Regions from separate parts of the Cricetulus griseus genome. Here region 1 is linked to region 2. The links are chromatin contacts, called in public Hi-C maps. All regions are on one chromosome and are shown on one strand. Each heading gives the region's core, a stretch centred on a gene start, on an enhancer-like site or on the middle of the called end of the contact. The rest is flanking DNA. Distances are from core to core; before and after follow the strand shown. Region 1 overlaps Stk10 (serine/threonine-protein kinase 10). Region 2 holds the start of Stk10 (serine/threonine-protein kinase 10).

Region 1 (6,108 bases), core at 1,658-4,157, 60 kb before region 2:
TGAATCCAGGGTTTTGTGCACACTAGGCTAGTATCCTACCAACTGACCTATACCGCCAGTCCCCAATATTCTATTCTGTGGCAGATGTGAGGATTCATCCACTGCCCCAGGTCCGGAGGTTCAGCTCACTGCCAGGTCACACACTTCGGTGCTGGATGCTAAGCAGTGCTTTCCACCACTGAGTTCCACTCTATGCTACTTTTTGTTTCCAGTGCACTGTCCCACTGGAGGAACATGTCACTGTCTGTTAACCATCCTGCCGCTGTTGGGCACATGGAGGTGTTTCCTGCTCTGGGTGATGATGAAATAAGTAACTAGGGACAGTCTTGCATCTGTTGTCTTTGGGCAGAAATATATATATATATTTGGTTTCAGAAGGGCACTCAGAGACTCCTGACAGTGGGCTGTACGCTATTCTAGGCTTTTCCACAAATGGTACTTCTCAGGAGTGAGTGCTCTTTTATAGACCTTATAAAATCCCAAGCAAAAGATCTGGGGAGGTTTGGTCAGCCTGAAGAACCCTGGAAAAGCACCGTGGAGACACCATCTGCAGATATCTCCTCTCTGGTACAGGGAGCAACCAGGGTGGGATTCCTTAGTCCCTTCGTCACAGTGGGCAGAGGGAAAAGAATGCCAGGGGTGTAGGGCATCATTGGGTTGGAATTTCTCATCTGAGGTGTGTGGGAAGGCTCTATTGAAACCCACTGCTATTATCAGAAATCTTATTTGTGGAGGAATGGTGTCAACAAAATTGTTGGAGAAGTCTTTTATTGACTAAAAAGACTACATTTCTTACACCATAAAAATATATTCAGGGACTGGGTGGTGGTGGCGCATTCCTTTAATCCCAGCACTTGGGAGGCAGAGGCAGGCAGATCTCTGTGAGTTTGAGACCAGCCTGGTCTACAAGAGCTAGTTCCAGGACAGCCTCCAAAGCCACAGAGAAACACTGTCTTTAAAAAAAAAAACAATAATAATAATAAAATACATTCAGGGTACTGGAGAGGCTCAGCAGTTAAAAGCACTGGCTGCTCTTCCAGAGAATCCAGGTTCAATTCCCAAGAACCCACATGGTAGCTCACAACTATTTCTAACTCCGGTTCCTGGGGATCTGACGCCTTCTTCTGGCCTCCATGAGTACTGCACACATGTGAAACATACATGCAGGCAAAAGACCCATGCACATAAATAGAAATAAATAAAACGTTTGAAAAAAAACATATTTAGAACGGGCAAATCCATGATAAGCCATCCCTATCTGTTTGGACATTTAAAATGTTCCTGGGTCTGGTGAGATGGCTAGCTCAGTAGGTAAAGGCACTACAGGCAAGCCTGATGACCTGAGTTTGATCCCCACGTCCCAGACGATGGGAGGAAGAAACTGATCACACAAGCTGTCTTCTCACCTCCACACTACACCATGGGAAAGCATGCCTGGCCTCATACACACATGAAATCGGAATGGATAATAGTGTCCTTTGGGTCTAGGTATACAGCAGGAACAGAGTGCTTGTCTCACATGTGTGAGGCCCTGAGATCGAACCCCGGCACCATAAAAATCAGTCAGCAAGGCAGATCACTGGTGGACAGCCAGCAGGCCGCTCCCTACTCAACTTGTCCTGAGAGCTACAAATGTCACTGCTTTAATGAGCTGTGTCTGCCACATTTTCTTAGGCCAATCTGACCTCGGTTCATCTAATCTAGTGGAGCTGTGAATTTTCCCATTCATCCCCTGCTTCTCCGCACAGCTAGCAGCTACTGCAAGGATGTGAGCTCATGTGCCAGGGTCTGGTCGGGTTTTTCATCAAAGGAGTCAGAAGGCCCATGACAGAACAATGGTCAGGAGCCTGGTGGAATTTCCTATGTCTTTGGGGGGGGGTCTTTCTGAGAAGGGAGGTGTCACACTCAAACTGGGACCTTGGGAGACTTGTGGGAGAAAGTTAGGGAAAACTCCTAGTAAGAGTGTTGGGCAAAGGTATGGCCTTTGAAGATCCCGAGGTAGGCTTGGGCTTAGAGGGTGGAGGAAGCGCAGGAGGGCCTCCAGCTGTGCCTGGGAGACAGGCACAGGATGCTGAGAGGGAGCCTGGGCAGTGAGAGCAGCATAGACAGCCTGGGGCAGTGAGAGCCATCCTCTGTTTAACTTCTCAGAAGCTCTGCTACCCAGTAGTATGTTACTTTGGCTGCTGCATGCTTCCAGAGGTCCTGAATGGCTATTCATAGAACTAACCAACAAGTCACCAGGATGGACAGGGTTAAGTGTGCTGACTAGGTGACAGAGCCAAGCCACTTGGGTAAAATCCAGCTCCCACTGTCAACACAGGTCAGGAGATCCTCTTTGTGCCTTAGTTTTGCTCATCTGTAGAGTGGGGATAACTGTATGGCTGTTCTGTGCACTATAGTAAGTGTTCAAAACAGCATAGATCTTGTCATCTCCAGTACTACCACCACCACAACCATCACCATTATCACCATCACTACCATTGTTACCGTTACTACAACCATCACCATCACTATAACTCCATCATCATAATCACTATTACCGCCATCCCCCCCATCATCACTACCCTCATTGCCATCACCACCAACAACACCACTACCACCATCACCACCAACGCCATCATCACCACCACCATCACTGCCACAGCCATCACAACCACCATAGCCACCAGCAGCACAGCATGAGCAGGGGAGCAGTCCATTCATGAAGTCTCTCCACTCTCCTAGTCATTCCTCTACTAGAGCGCAATTCTCTGGGAATGAGGAGAACCTCCAAGGTCCCCGAAGCTTCTGAGCTCTGTAACACACCACCTGAGCAGGCACTGGACCACAGCAGCTAAAGCAGTCGTGGCAGAAACCAGCTCAGGTCCAGACTTCTGAGGGTACAAGGCTTTCAACAGGGCACCCCACATATTGACCAAATTAGCAGCTCTTGAGAAGAACCATCTGTTCTGCCTGCCCAGAGCTCCAGGTCCCTAGGAGGAGGAGGGCCAGTTAAACAGGGCAGCTCCCTGCAGGGGGCCGGGGGCAGGCGGCTGGTGTGTGGCAGCCCTGCCAAGGCTAACCAGATCTTGATGTGTGTCAAAGCTCTGAGACACAAGTAACAGGCAATATGGCCTGCGCTGCATCAGTCCACCACCTCTAGACATGGGTATAGACAGACATTTCTGTCTAACTCAAATGCTGAGGCCCTCAGAGAGCTGGACCCGAGACCTCCCCAGGGTGGGCAAAAACTCCATGTGCTGCACCAAGCAGGTTGGTCCAGGCATTCAGTCCCCCCCCCCCCCCCGCCACCAGAAGGGCAGATCAGAGCTGGCCTCATTGTCTACCCCTCCAGGAAGAGGGGTGGCTGCTCAGAGCCAGCTCTGCTGAGGGCTTCAAGCTGCCAGCATGGAGGTAGCAGCATACAGCTTGCCAACTGGCACCTCTCTTTGGCCAGGATCTCTGCTGCCACTGAAACAGATGCCCTTTCTAAGTGAGTCTATTTTCTTTCTATGCACTTAGAAACCACTAGTGTGTGTGTGTGTGTGTGTGTGTGTGTGAGAGAGAGAGAGAGAGAGAGAGAGAGAGAGAGAGAGAGAGAGAGAGAGAGAGACAGAGAGAGAGAGAGAGACAGAGACAGAGACAGACAGAGACAGAGAGAGACAGAGAGTGAGAGAGACAGAGACAGAGAAAGAGATGAAAGTATGTCCCCCAAGCCTGCATCTTTTCTCTTTGTTTCTTTCTTAGCCTTTATTTTCATGTTATGTGTACAGGTTATCATTATCTGTGCATGTCTGTATACCATGTGCATGCAGTGACTGTGGAGACCAGAAAGGGGCGACAGGTCCAATGGAACTAGAGTTATAGACAGTTGTGAACTGCCATGTGGGTGCTGGGAATTAAACCTGGGTCCTATGGACGAGTGGATCACAGTCATCTCTTCAGCCCTTCTTTGGGCCTTTCTTCGTTCCTCTATTCATTAGAAGCAGAGTGGCAGAGAGCACAGACTTCAGAGTCAAGTGGCCAGAATGAGGACACTAGCTGTCACAGCTGCATGACCTTCTACAAGCTCCTTATCTGCCCAAAAGAGAGTGCTCAGCTCCTACTACACAAAGCTGTTGTGGACATTACCTTAGTTAACATCTGCTGCTAAGTGTCTGGAATAGCAGGTAGAGTGTTTGAGAATGTTAATCAAGTAAACTTTAAGTCGGTTTCCTTAGCAAATACTTGCCGAGGGTTCTCTGCATGTGAGGCACCGCTCTAGGGATATGTCTGTGAGCCAGGCTGTTGTCCTCAGAGATTCAACACTCTTGTCAGGGTTTGAATCTAGAAGGGTCCTCACAGGCTCATGTTCTGAATACTTGGTCCCCAGCTTGTGGTGATATTGTGAAAGCTGTGGGACCTTTAGGGGTGCAGCCTGGATGGCAGAAGATCACTATACGTACCCCTTGAAAGGTCACACCCACCCGTTCATAGTGGCACTCTCTCACTCCTACTGCTGTGCAAACAGCTCACCATGTGCTACCATGGCCAAGACCAGAGTCCCCTCCAGTTTCCAGGCCTTATCCACTCTGGAGGACTGAGATCCCCCCCACACACACACACACCAACCAGGAAGCAAAGTAAATCCTTCCTCTATGCTGCCTTTACCTGGTAAGTTGTCTTTGCAATGAGAAGGGCAAGTAGGAGCCATGCTAACCGTAGGGTTCTGTTTAGCGGGAAGGGCACGAATTTGGCTTACAAGGTCCCTGTGAGCACAGACTCAGAAATGGCACAGCAACCAGTAACGAAGCCATGGATTGAGTGAAGGGCAAGGCAGCTCTGACATGGCCTCATGGAGGTGGTAGGTTCTGGGCCTGTTCTGAAGACAGAGGGAAGAGTATCCATGATGGGAGAGACGTGGAGAATGAGAGAGAGAGCCAGGCTGGAGATGGGCAGCCACTGTGGAGTGTGCCTGAGGAGGGATCAAAGTGCTCTATATGGCTGTGGCAAGGCTGAAGTGACTCTGGGCATCCAAGGAGATACAGGGACAAAGGTCAGGGGTGAATTCACTAGAGGCTCAAAGCCAGGGGCCCCCACAGGCTGGCTCTGATCACAGCAAGTCAAGGGGGCAGAAAGTACCAGTGCTTACCATGTTCATCAGTTGTGCAAGGCGGGTAAGTAAAGGAGCAGATGGAATGAGGAGTGGGAGGGGAGGGGAGGGGAGGGGAGGGGAGGGGAGGGAGGGGAGGGGAGGGGAAGGCCAGGGAAGTCAGGATCCAGACAGGGTGGGAATGACAGGAGTGACAAGGCCTGAGCTCACTGCTACTTCTGAACCCATGGAAACTGCTGCCAAATGGCTGTGGGTGAGTGTTAGAACAAATGAACGAGGGAAATGCTTTTCCATGTTAAAAATGTGGCACACAAACTCTCACTGCCTAGCCTTCTGACAAAGGGAGAAACTGAGGCACAGACTGAAACCCTCACATACCATGTTAGAGGTGCCTAATTTCAGAGTTGGGCCACCAACAGCAGCAGGACACTGGCCCAGTGACATTTGTGCACATGAAGTGACTGAACCATCAGTCCCTTGGAGCAGGAGTGGCTTAGCCATGTGGGACACAATAGGACAAAGAGTGACAGCCCCACAGAAGCAACAGACACAGGGCTGAGGTGCCCACAGCCATGAATCAGGTGACCTCAGGCAGGGACTGCTTCTGTGAGCCCAATGTCCTTGGGTCTGGGAGATCAGAGTGTTCTTCCAAGCCTATACTGAAACAGGTGCTGGGTAAACTGAGGTAGAGCTCCTCCCTCTGCACTGTGCCTTCCTCCACTGCACACTGAGAATCTCCGGGCAGACACTGCTTCAGCTAGGAAGTGGAAATTCCTGGCTCCAGCTAAGGCTCCGGGCTGCCATGTGGGGTGGGACAGCTGGCCCCTGCTGTGACAATGTCAGGCCGGCCGGATGCTCCAGCACAGGAGGTGTGTGTACAGGAAGCAACTGGCCCCAAGTGGCTTGACTCTTTGCATCTGACAGTGACAGTGGCTCCATCCCACAAATAAACACAATTCATTGAATATGGGCCTGTCACATATTCATTTTGATTTTGAATCACAAGTGTGAAAGGAAAATCGGAATCCCCTCATCCC
Region 2 (6,128 bases), core at 733-3,232:
GAAACTTAAAAAAGTTCAAGTATGCTTTAAAGTAACGATAGAGACAATCACAAGGTGACTGAAAGTCTTTAACAGAGAAAAAAAATACTGAGAACCCAGGGCATGCACTGGAAACCAGCTGGACATTAGAGACAGTAAGTCAGGTGGGGGGCTGACCTAAGCCAGCAGCCTGACAACGCTCAGGACACCTCTGCAGGAGCAGACAGCAGAGAGACCAGAGAAGCTGGGGACCACTTCCTAATGTCACTAGGAGCATGCAGCAGAAGAGAGGACATGAGGACAGAGAAAAGGATGGGCTACCCTATAGCCCTCAAACACAAGCAAATTTGCTGCCAAGGGGCAGCAAATCCACTCAGCTGGAATGTCAGATGACCTCTGCCTGACTCTCCCACCAGGGAACTTTGCTTTAGTGGGGGTTCATCAGCTCTGACAGGAAGTGCAGCTCAGCAAGATCTCCATGGGTCTGACTGGCCTCCAAACTGCCACAGCTCCAAGACTCTGGGGCACTCTGAAGTGCTGAGTGGGGCCTGAGAGTCTTAAGTGTCTTTCTTTTTCTTTTCTCAAGACAGGATTTCCATGTAGCCCTGGCTGTCCTGGAACTCACTCTGTAGACTAGGCTGGCCTCAAACTCAGTCAGGGATCTGCCTGTCTCTGCTGGGATCAAAGGTATGCGCCACCACACCCAGCTGAGAGTCTTAGTTTCTGACAAGCTTCCCAACAATGCTAATGCACACACACTTCTGCACACACACTTCTAGCAGACCAATTTCCAGTCAAAGTGAGCAAGCCCCGACTTGGGAGCTGGTAAAACCCTTTCTGGGGTCCAGCATCCTGACACGGCCATCCTAGGTTGAGTGAGCCCTTTATCTACAGAAGCCTCAAAGACAGTGAGTTATGGCTTAGGTGGGAGCTAACAGCAGTTGAACTATGGGAATCTCCCAATAAAAGTAGGGGATACCAGATGGCAGTTGCCAAGCCTACAGTCCAAGCTACTCCGGAGATTGAGGTAAGGTGATCTCAAGTTGGAAGACCAGCCTGAACAACATAACAAGACTCCATCATGGGGGGTTGGGGGAGGCACTTTTTCCTGGAGGAAATGAGAAAGGGTGGAGTCGAGATGTACTGTACGAGTTAGGTGCTTAAACAACAACCCAGGCACTCAGAACTTGCTCAGAGAACCAAACCCCAAGAGCTGTCCCTCTGCACACGTGTCTAAATGGAATCATGTCTGCCCCACCCACTCCTCCGCACAGCCTCTGCCCTGTCTTCCTCCAGGGGAGAGGTAACTCCAGACCGGGAGCCTCTGGTGACTCAGGAGTCCAGAAGCTAAATCTGTGCCCTGCAGCTACAGTCACAAGACCCTGTCCTCGCCTTCCGTTGAGCCCTCCAGCCCCAGCCTGTCCTCCCTCCAGGGTCCCTCTGCCCTCCCTGAGTCCCTCCCTGTCTTAGACTCCTCTTCAGGAGTGTCCCAACCTTCCCAGGTACAGCCCTGAGCCTTGACATTCCCGAAACATCGGTGTAGCCCCTCTTTAAAAGATGTGCCACTATCACCGTGTTCCCGAGGGTGCCTCGGGTAGCCCCCCTGGGATGTTGAGGTTCTACAAACATCCCTTTGTGTCCAGTGTGGGCACACAGGAAGTGCTCAGAAGCAGCTGCGCCGGTGTCAGGGGGCTCGGAGGGTCAGGCGCGCGCAACCATCGGGACGCTCACCTTGTAGACTTTGCCGAAGGCGCCATCGCCCAGCTCGCCCACAATCTCCCACACCTCGTTGGGGTCCAGGTCCCGGCGGACGTGCTCATATTCACGGGACTTTCTCTTCTCGAAGTTGGATAAGCGCAAGATGCGGCGGAAATTGGCGAAAGCCATGCTGGGTCCGGAGCGCGGCGGGAGGACTTGCGGCTTCGCAGAGCCGCCCTCCCCGCAGCGCAACGCCGGTCGAGTGCGTCCGCCGCTGCCGGGAGCTGCCGGAACCGTGGCCCGCCCCGCTCCGCCCCGCCCCCTCCTGGACCCGCCCGCAGGACGCCAGGCACCGGCGCGCGCGCGCCGGTCCCTGACGGCTCCACCTGCTCCGCGGCGCCCCGAGACCCCTCAATTGGCTGCGGGAGCTCCCGGCTCCGCCCGCGCCGCGGGGAACTCTGGAGACTGTAGTCCACCGGATGGCCTGCCCGCGGGCCCGCTGCGCCTCCCGGAATCCCAAACCTTCGGGGTTCGGCTGGCGCCCTGCGATCGTCGTCGGTGCGTAGAATGTGCCTACAGCGGCCTGGCTCGCTCTTTTCCCGCGCGGGACGCCTGCGCCCCTCGCCCGGTGATTCACGCAGGTCCTCGGAGTTCCTGGCCCCAGGGTTCACGCGAGTCCCAGGCTGCCTTCACGCCGCTTCCTACCCGGGTCCCAAGCTCGGTGCTGCCTCCAAGCGCACAGAAGGCAGAGCCCTGCGGCGGCGCGCCCCCCAATCCGGGCCTTTCCGGGCCCCCGCCAGCCACAGAGGACCAGAACTCAGAACAAGAAACAGAGTCCCTTTAGGACCTATTAGGCTTCGGGGTAGGGTAGCAGATATATTCCTTAATAAGTAAAACTTTATAGTTCTGTCAATAATAATGATAATAATAAAAAGCCCCTCTAGAGATAAAATCGGAAACCGTACTTCTCCATCCTGGCTGCGGGACCCCCTGGTCTCTCTACCTTAGCTGTGGCACCTTTCCTTGGTATCAGGACACGGGTTCTAGCGCACTGTGCTGCGGGCTAAGCAGCTGCAGGGCCTGTGATGGTGATCCTCCAGCTGAACAAATGAGTCTCACACTAGGACACCCTGCCCTCGAGAAAGCATTTAGACTGCTGCTCCCCTTCCCTGGGACTCTGTTCGAAAATATCTCTGGAGCCGCGCGCAAGCGCCAAGTGCGGTTTCCCACTAGGAAAGCCGGCTGGAGAGTGAATGCGATGCCCCGGGGATCGTGCAAAGGGCGCCCCGAATAAAGGCTGCCCCAGTTTCGATTGTTCCAGCCACTGAATGAATGTGGAGAAATTTTATCATTGAAAGAAAGAAATGTCACGCAAAACTGCTCTCGTTGAGTCAGCCTGTGAAAGAGCCAAAGGATAGGTCTGTCACTGGGTTCCGAGGAACCCGCTGAAGTCTGTGCAGCTATACCGGGTAGGTAGAGGGTCAGAATGCGCTGACCAGTCCAGGGAGCTCCAGAAGAAAACAAAGTGAGAATAAAAATAGAAAGATCCCCTCAAAAATGTCATGCTACGTGAAGGAAACCAGACTCAAAGACTGCATGAGGTATGACTGCTTTTGTGTGACCGGTCCAGAAAAGGCAAAGCTGTGGATAGCAGCTGGTTAGGGGTTGGCTTCCAGACAAGGGGACTGGCTGGAAAGAGCGATGCGGAATCTCACTGGAGTGTTGAAAATGCCAGGAAACGACTACAGTGACAGTTCCACAACTCGGGAAACCTTTCCCACATCACTAGTGTGACTTTTGTTTTTGTAAGGTTTGGGAGGAGTATGTAAATTACGTATAAAAATGCAGCAATAAAAGGAGGTTCAACAGAGCCAAAGCTACTTTGAAATTTACCTTAAATCATCTGTCTCTGGTTACAGGGCCTCACAGCGACCTGGTGACGAATGAAGAAGGTCGGAGTGTTGAGGCCTTCCCCCACCCTACTTTCTGGAACCACTTAAAATAGAAATTATCGATTCCTGTTAAGCTCGATAAATAGTGCGTTTGATGTATAGATCTCAATTACTGAGTCTGAGTTTGCATAGTTTTGTTGTTTTAGTTTGTTTGTTTCGAGACATGGTTTTCCTGTGTAACAACCCTGGCTTTCCTGGAATTCACTTTGTAGACCAGGCTGGCCTCCTCAGAGATCTGCTTGCCTCTGCCTCACAAGTACTTGGGTTAAAGGTGTGTGCCCAGTGAGTTTGCATAGTTTTATTAGAAGCTTTCTTTGAATTGAGGGTCTGTGTCCTTTGCCATTTTTGTTGGGTTTGTTTATTTTGTTTTTCCAGACAGGGTTTCTCTGTTTAGCCCTTGGCTGTCCTGGAACTCTTTGTAGCCCAGGCTGGCCTCGAACTCACTGAGATACACCTACCTCTCCCAAGTGCTGGGATTATAGGTGTACACCACCAAGCCCCACTCTTTGCACATTAAAAAAAAAATCAGATTTCCTGTCTTTTTTGATTCTAGGAATTATACTGTTTATTTGTGTGTGCATTCATGGTGTTATGAATGTGTGTGTGTGTGTGTGTGTGTGTGTGTGAGAGAGAGAGAGAGAGAGAGAGAGAGAGAGAGAGAGAGAGAGAGAGATGTGTGCATTTGTGTATGTGTGTGAGAGTTACAAGGGCATGCATACATATGTGGAGGTCAGAGGATACTTTTAAGAGTTAGTTCTTGTTCATGGACAGCCTGGTCTACAGAGTGAGTTCCAGGACAGGCTCCAAAGCTCTCAGAGAAACCCTGTCTCAAAAAAAAAAAAAAACAAAAACCAAACAAACAAACAAAAAGTTCTCTCCTCTTACTCTGTAGGTCCTGAGGATTAACTCAGGTCCTCAGGCCCCCCAGGCACTACTGCACCATCTCACTGGACCTGAATTTTAAAAAATACTATCCTGTTGGGTTTCAATATTGAAAATGTTTCCTCTCAACCCTTCATCCATGTGTTAATTTTGCTCATGGTGTCTTCTATGAACAACTATGAACTATTGATATATTCAAATCTGCTTTTATCTTCATGTGAGTATGGGTATTCCCCTGTTACTGAGGATTGAACTGGACCTTGAACACAGGGACCATATGACAGAACTACACACCCAGGTGGAGAGATGGCTCAGTGGTTAAGAGCAATGACTACCCTTCCGGAGGAAGAGTACATACCTAGCACCTATGCATCTGTTACACCCGCTCCATGTGGTCTCACATGCTCCCTCTTCTGGCCTTTTCAGGAACTGCATGCATGTGGTGCACAGACATATATGTAGGAAAACACCCATAAACATTAAAAAAAAAAAAAAAAATCAATGTAGGCCATTCGTGGTGCATGCCCTTAATCCCAGCAATACAGAAGCAGAAGCAGGTGGATCTCTGAGTTCAAGGCCAACCTGGTCTACAGAGCAAGTTCCAGACCACCCAGGGCTACACAGAGAAACGCCGTCTTAAAAGAACAACAATCAAGTTCATTGACGTTTCATCTACATTAAATAGAAATGCACCCCTTAAGGCTCACTGTTCAGTGAGTTTTGCCAAGATGAGGCTGCCACCACAGTCAGGGTAGAGAACATCTCCATTGCCTCTTCAGGCAATTCTCATTCCACTCCTTGCAAACTTTACCCCCTCCCCCAAGTGCTGGAGATTAAACCCAGGCCCTTGTGCATGCCAGGTAAGTGCTCTGTCAGGAGCCATACACCAGCCTGTGTTTAGCGTCTTTCAACCCAGCATGTTTCAGAGATTAATTGTGTCGAATGTATTCATGATTAATTCATCTTTATTGTCAGGTAGAATTCTACTGTGTGGATATACCATCACTATTAAAACATTCAACTGCTGAGGGGCAGTTGGTGTTGGGTTCTATCCATCTGGTTATTATGAATAAAGCTGATGCAAACACATGGTGTCAGAGTCATTGCATGGAAATGATGGAGCTCAGGACATAGGACCTCAAAATATGTCCCTCTGTTGACCTTCATCCAATGAGTCCCTTCCCTGTCCTTGAAGGAAAGGATAAAGGTTTTAGCAGCATATTTAAAAGGATAAAGGCTGAGAATAGGATATTTACAACCATTAGATAGTCCTTTCTGGCCTCTAGCCACACATCCTACAAGTGAGTTTCCATTCTTCACCAAGCCTAAAGATCACACAGATACGCTGTTTCTTTGGATCTACATTTCCTTATGAACACTCCCATCCACATACAATTTAACAAGCAGTCATGATGGTGCTCTCCTGTAATCCCAGCCTCCAGGAAGCAATGCCTGAGCCACACAGTGAGCTCCAGGCAGACTGAGGGGCAGCAAGACCCTGTCTCAAAAAACAAAAAATATCCAGGAGGTAGTGGAGCAGGCCTTTAATCCCAGCAATTGGGAGGCAGAGGCAGGCAGATCTCTGAGTTCAAGGCCAACCTACAGAGTTCCAGGACA

What was found. Hi-C and Micro-C count contacts between places; a contact is called where the count stands out from the background.
Region 1: a Hi-C map of liver shows a contact between it and region 2, with 2.7 times the contacts expected there. The contact joins the enhancer-like site here to the promoter of Stk10 in region 2. A contact is called at or near these places in 6 of 8 Hi-C or Micro-C datasets (the CHK-Q cell line, the CHL-YN cell line, the CHO-K1 cell line and 3 more).

Annotation. Positions count from the first base shown.
Region 1 is chr7:47,781,685-47,787,792 of CriGri-PICRH-1.0, reverse strand. The region is part of intron 7 of Stk10 (serine/threonine-protein kinase 10); the gene reads right to left. Among named protein-coding and RNA genes, the nearest start is that of Fbxw11, 46 kb to the left of the region's middle. Within about 2 kb of position 2,907, at least 1 of the 6 cell types and tissues checked has open chromatin away from gene starts, as enhancers often do.
Region 2 is chr7:47,720,272-47,726,399 of CriGri-PICRH-1.0, reverse strand. It overlaps Stk10 (serine/threonine-protein kinase 10), which reads right to left and starts at 1,982. Exons shown (of 19, transcript XM_027425195.2): 1 at 1,711-1,982. The coding sequence starts at 1,866.